2 separate regions of the Bos taurus genome follow, and region 1 is linked to region 2. The links are chromatin contacts, called in public Hi-C maps. All regions are on one chromosome and are shown on one strand. Each heading gives the region's core, a stretch centred on a gene start, on an enhancer-like site or on the middle of the called end of the contact. The rest is flanking DNA. Distances are from core to core; before and after follow the strand shown.

Evidence for each region. Hi-C and Micro-C count contacts between places; a contact is called where the count stands out from the background.
Region 1: a contact with region 2 is called in a Hi-C map of liver, with 5 times the contacts expected there. The contact joins the promoter of IRF2BP2 here to the enhancer-like site in region 2. A contact is called at or near these places in 4 of 11 Hi-C or Micro-C datasets (liver, skeletal muscle and skin fibroblasts).

Annotation. Positions count from the first base shown.
Region 1 is chr28:7,402,776-7,405,815 of ARS-UCD2.0, reverse strand. IRF2BP2 (interferon regulatory factor 2 binding protein 2) reads left to right here and starts at 1,734. Exons shown (of 2, transcript XM_024986931.2): 1 at 1,734-3,040. The coding sequence starts at 2,430.
Region 2 is chr28:7,312,053-7,315,055 of ARS-UCD2.0, reverse strand. No RefSeq gene overlaps it. Among named protein-coding and RNA genes, the nearest start is that of TARBP1, 44 kb to the right of the region's middle. Within about 2 kb of position 1,610, at least 51 of the 102 cell types and tissues checked have an H3K27ac peak or open chromatin away from gene starts, as enhancers often do. A contact at or near this core is called in liver and skeletal muscle, where this site is marked.

The DNA.
Region 1 (3,040 bases), core at 485-2,984, 91 kb before region 2:
CACCAGTTGCTGGGGATCGGGGTCCTATTCTCCCAGCTAAGAAAGGGTGAGCAGGATTGTATTTGCAGGGCAAGATCCGGGAGCAGATGGGGAGACCTTTAGGGAGGCGCGCCTTCTCTGGAAATCCCCACAAGACATTTCAGGCTTTGCCTGCACAAAACATTTAGGTCTGGCATTACATTTTTTGTGCCATTTTTGAACAGGTTTTCTCATGTGCTTTAAGCAGCTCCCTCCACTGTTTCTCTAAGGGTGTTTTTCCTCTTCCCTGTGGTTAATCCTTTGAGGCAACCTGGCATTTTCAATAGCAACAACTAGAGAGAAACGTCAGCAGGATTTTTTTCTCTCTCTCCACCTACCAATCCAGTTGTAGGGAAGATAATATAATTAGTACCCTGTTCTTCCCACACTTAACCAGCTCATTCCAGTCTCAGGGAGAGAGGTGGGCCTGTTTTCCAACAAAGGAAGCACAGGAGGCCCCCTTCCAGAGCTGAAGTGTAAAGGTCCCAACTGAGAGTGACTAAGCCCGCGTCTATTAGTCAGAAAGACTAACGACCAGCCAAAAGTGATTTACCATAACACACGCCAGCTCCTCCTCCCGATAAAAGTGTGAAACTCAAGTGCTCAATTCAGTCTGGGCACAGCCTGTGGCTGCCAACGGTGGCAGAACGCGGCGAGAGTGGCTGGCTCTGCACCCACATGTCGCCTTCGCGCCAGGCGGGTTTGCACCCACTTAAGCCCAGCCTGGGCCGTGTGGTGGGCTCGAGGTCGCCCCTGCCCGCACCGCGGGGCCGGGAATAGCCGAGATCTGCCGGGTCCATGCGACCCGCGAGCCAGCCAGCCGCTCACCCCCAAGCGCGCGCGGACCCCGCCGCCGCTCATGCCCGTGCTCCGCGCCACCTGGAGTCCAAGTTTGGCCCCGTGGACAGGGCTTGGAGGCCTAGAGTCGCCGGCGGGTGGGGGGGCGGAGCCTGCGCGGTGACGCGGCCTCTCTGGCCGCTGACCCCGGATCCCTGGAATGTGCATTCGTTCAATGGAGCCGCCAGTGCCAGCGGCGCCGAGTCACGTCTGCGCGGAGCGTGCGCACTCGGTGGCGGCGGCGCACGCGGCCCGCGGCCCCGCGCCCACGTCACGCGGCTGCCGCGCGAACCTGCGCCAGGCGGCCGGGACCCCCGCGCGGTAGCGCGGGCCGGCCGGGAGGCAGAGCGGCGTGCATCGCGCGGCGCTGCTGCTCCCTCCCGGAAGGGGTCCGGGAAGCGGCGGGTGGACTCGATCCTAGGCCTGAGAGCACGCCCTTTTTAGTAAAACTTCAGGGGACCGGCGGCGCCTGTGTCCTCCCCAAAACACATGCGAGTGTAAAAGCACTTGCCGAAGAGTTCAAATAAAGCTCCTTAAAAGATGTTTAAAAACGGACAGAACCAAGTTACAAAGTAGCCTTGCTTTTCAAAACACGAGTTTTACACGGTTTGGTCTAAACGGACCTGAAGGGGAGGAAACTCGGCCCGAGTGGTCGAGGTAGCGGAGCGGGTGGAGGGAAACAAGCTGCGCCAGCCACGCGTTCACGTCGGGGACACAGGCCGCGGCGCGGACGGGAGGGCGGGAGCAGAGGAGCCGGCTCTCCCAGCAGCGCCCGTTCTGCGGAGGGGGGAGAGGGAGGGCGCGGGGGAGGGCGGGCGCGCGCGCAAGGGGAGGGGGCCCGCGCAGGCGCCTTGCGAGGCTGTCGAAGAATCAAGTCTGTAGAAGTGGAGCGGCCGCGGCGGCAGCAGCAGCAGCGACGGCGGCGGCGGAGCTGAGGCGGGCTGGGCGCTGACGCGGGCGCTGGAGAGCGGCGACGCCAGGAGCTGTGAGAGAGCAGCGGAGCGACCCGGGGTCCGCGCCGCGTCCGAGCTCCGCGCCGCCCGGCCGCCGCCGCCGCCGCCCCGGCGCGGCATGCCCCGCCGCTCGGGCTGAGCCTGCCCCGGCGGCCGCCCCCCGCCCCCCGCCCCCCCAACCTCCCCGCCCCCCGCCCCGCACTCCGCGCCAGCTGCCGCCGCGACCTGCTGCGCTCCTCCGCGTCCGCGCGGCCCGTCTTCGCCCCGGTCTGGAGGCCAGCCGCGGCTCCAGCCGAGACCCCGCCGCCGCCGCCGCCGCGCCCGCCGCGCCGCGCCGCCCCGCCGTCCGCCCGAGCCCGCGCCGGCCGGGGGGACGTGCTGCCGCGGCTGCAGCCCCTCGCCCCGCGCCCGCCGCCCCTCGTGCACCGGGGGCGCTGCGCGGGCGCCGAGCCTTCGCGGACTTTGCCGCCGCCGCCGCCGCCTCTGCGGCCGCCGCCGCCGCTGGTGGGGGAGACGCGGGGTTGGGGGGGGAGGAGGGCGCGCGTGGTGCCGGCGGGTAGCGGCGGCGCCCCCTCCTCCTCCGCCTCCTCCTCCTCCTCCGGCGCCGCGGGCTCCTCGGACATGGCCGCGGCTGTGGCGGTGGCCGCCGCGTCCAGGCGGCAGTCATGCTACCTGTGTGACCTGCCCCGCATGCCCTGGGCCATGATCTGGGACTTCACCGAGCCCGTGTGCCGCGGCTGCGTCAACTACGAGGGCGCCGACCGCGTCGAGTTCGTCATCGAGACGGCGCGGCAGCTCAAGCGGGCGCACGGCTGCTTCCCGGAGGGCCGCTCCCCGCCCGGCGCCGCGGCCCCGGCCGCCGCTAAGCCGCCGCCGCTCTCGGCCAAGGACCTTCTCCTGCAACAGCAGCAGCAGCTCGGCCACGGCGGCCCCGAGGCCGCCCCGCGCGCTCCTCAGGCCTTGGAGCGCTACCCTCTGGCGGCCGCCGCAGCCGAGCGGCCCCCGCGCCTGGGCTCCGACTTCGGCGGCAGCCGCCCGGCCGCCGCCCTGGCCCAGCCGCCAACACCGCAGCCGCCGCCTGTGAACGGCATCCTGGTGCCCAACGGTTTCTCCAAGCTGGAGGAGCCGCCGGAGCTGAACCGCCAGAGCCCGAACCCGCGGCGCGGCCACGCCGTGCCGCCCACCCTGGTGCCGCTCATGAACGGCTCGGCCACACCGCTGCCCGCCGCGCT
Region 2 (3,003 bases), core at 361-2,860:
AGAGCTTAAATTTCCTTTGGGTTGGGAAAAAAAAAGCTTCACTATCTTAGAAGGAAAGTGTTTTAAATATGTCAAGGGTGAATCGTGTGTCATTGCTATCACGTCACTGCCATCCGAGTGGACTTGATTCCTGAGTCTAAAGTGCTGTATCATCATCATTATATTCATCTCATTATTATTAAAAAACAACTCTATCTCCATTGGTGCTCATCCTTCCCTTTCACCCCACCCCCATTTTTATTATTATTTAGACTCTGAAAGTCTTGGAATGAGGGAAGCTTTTGCTGTTGGTCTTCTGTGTAAGATTTCACATCAGTTCCTTCCATCTAAGTATGACCTAGAAAATAAAGAAGAATGTGCATAATTGAACTGAGCTTTTAAAATGGGTTCTTCTTTATCACTCTTGGACAGTTAAAATTGCCGTGCCTGAGAAAGAGAAAATGCAAAAGTGGCCCCTTAGCCCATTATAGAGGACACTTGACATAAGCATTCAATCCAAGGCTGATTAAAATTTGCATAATTCATCTTATTATTTATTCTAAAATAATTGAAAAGCAGTGGTCTTGAAGATAGAATTTTTCAAAAGCAGTATTTTACGCAGAGGTTTTAAAAGGAATCAGCCCATTTATTCGATAATGAAAAAAATCATTATTTTCACATTCCCACCTAATGTCTTCTGTTTTCTTCCATCTTCATTTAGCTCAGCTGGGAATTAGGCATATTCCTTAGTTATGCTTTAAAAAAACTAATAGTATGAAATAATAGTATCTTTTGTCGACAACTGGCCTTATTCTATGGAAAGACACCTGAATGCATTTTTAGGTGCTGCTTAGCTTTGTGTTGGTCTTTCCTTCCTTTGCCTCCCTCGTTTTTGACACAATGTATAGGTTTTCAGCACACCAGAATCTGGGGTTCTGTCTCACTCTCTGTATACATATTTTTTCCTTTACTATCTTCTATAAAAGGAGCTTGCTATTGATTGCAGCTGACTGAGCCGCTTGAGTTGATATCCAAGCAACGCTAACCCAGAGAGGGATTAGCATTACATCAGCCGCCCGGCGAGGGAGCCTGGCAGCCGGCCCGCCTGTAAAAACGGAACGCGTTTGCGTCACTGATCCCTTGGTAATGCTTCTTGGAGCCTTGTCAGCTGTCCCCTGAGGTTGTTTCCTTAATATGTCAACAGACATTCCTGAATCTTTCATGCCGAATGGTTCTTTTCCTTTTCCAAAAACACTTAGATGACCCAGCAGCTGGTGCCTCCTGTTGCTGGAATCTTTCAAAATGTAATTTTTTTTTCATGAAATAGGTGTTTTTGTTCCGTTCCAAACATTCGAGGGGGATTTAGGAAGGTTTCGATTTCTGCTTCTCCACGTTAGAGAACCTATTTTTGAAGAAACAGGGCAGCCAGTTTAGGGCAGAGAGCTGTTTCTCTGCTTTTATCATCCCTGGGAAAAGCCTTTATTCCCTCACCAGCTTATCCAAACCCTCCAATTACCCTGTGACCTTGTGACCTTTCATAGAGCAAAATGGCTGGTTGAAAGACCCAGCTGAAATTTGCCTCCATTTGTGATTTGCTCTCTGATCTTGCTTTAAGAAAGTCAGCCAGACCTTGTGGGCAGTGACCTTGAGCAGCCCCTGCATGCTGAGAGCCACAGATAAGAAAGATGTGTCAACCACTGCCCACGTGATACCTATTTCCTCATTTTCCCCACGTCATTATTTGCTGATCTGGTAACTTGATCTCCACTTTCATCCTGGAATATTTTACTTTGAAGAATACCATAGCCAAGACCCTGGTGCTGGAAAAGATTGAAGGCAAGAGGAAAAGGGGGCAACAGAGGGTGAGATAGTTGGATGTCATTACCGACTCAATGAACATGAGTTTGAGCAAGCTCCAGGAGCTAATGAAGGACAGGGAAGCCTGGCATGTTGCAGTCCATGGGTTTGCGAAGAGTCAGACACAACTGAGCGACTGAACAACAACAACAAATAGCCAAGTGGATAAGAGAGCCTCCAGCTAACACCCCTGCCTTCTCTCTTTCTGAAAAGTGAGCAGAGCTCCTTGAAGTTCAAGGAGCTTCCCCTGCACAATAACCCTCCAGATTGTTATGCAGTGGCTATAGCAGTTAATCACGGTCAATAGTTGGAACATCGTAAATTTGGAGAGAAGTCATTTGGTTGGTGGGGAGGGGCATTGTTATTAAGTTCACTTAATCATGAGTGACGATGTTGGAGGATTTGGGGGAAAAGCCACTTCCGCTTGTGTGAGCATCAGTCTCCACCGTGGAGGGGCGCCTTTCATCACCAGCTCCCGGGGAGGTCGTAGGTCTGGTCCTCTGGAAATGCACTGAGAGCCCTGAGAGTTTTGTGGCTCTGAAATCTGCCTCTGAGCAGGGCTGTGGAGGATGCCACTTCCTCCTGCCAGTGGATGGAACAATCCCCCTTCTGTTCTATAATCCCTGTGCCCTTGGTGCACAGCCTCCTGGGAACTCGGCCATCATCCCCACTGAAGAAGGTCCCCTGGTTCACAGGAAAAGAATGGAAATGGGGCTGCCCAGGAGGGGAGACATTTAGAATCACTGGGTCTTAGCACTGAAAGGAATTTTTAGAGACTGAGTGAAACCCAAGCTCCTCATTCATTTTGAGAATGAGAAATACGAAATCCAGAGAAGTTGAATGACTCTGCTGGTACAGCCAAGTTGGTGTCAGGGCTAAGAACTGGTCTCACTGCCCAGGTCTGTGTCTTTCTCAGCATGACTGCCTGCTCTCCTCCGGGGTCAGTCCAGGGGTTAGACCATGGTCCTCTTTGCCAAGTGCAGTGCCCTGTCCAGTGGAATGTGAAGCCCAAGGACCATTGAGGCTATGGGCAGTGTGGATGTGAGCAGTAAGGATGAAATTCAACTCCGGGTGGGGTCGGGGCGGGGGTCATCTGCACCCACATCTCTCTCCTCCTTGCTTCACTGGGTACCCACAGAAGAGCTCTCTGGTCTGCACTCCACTTGG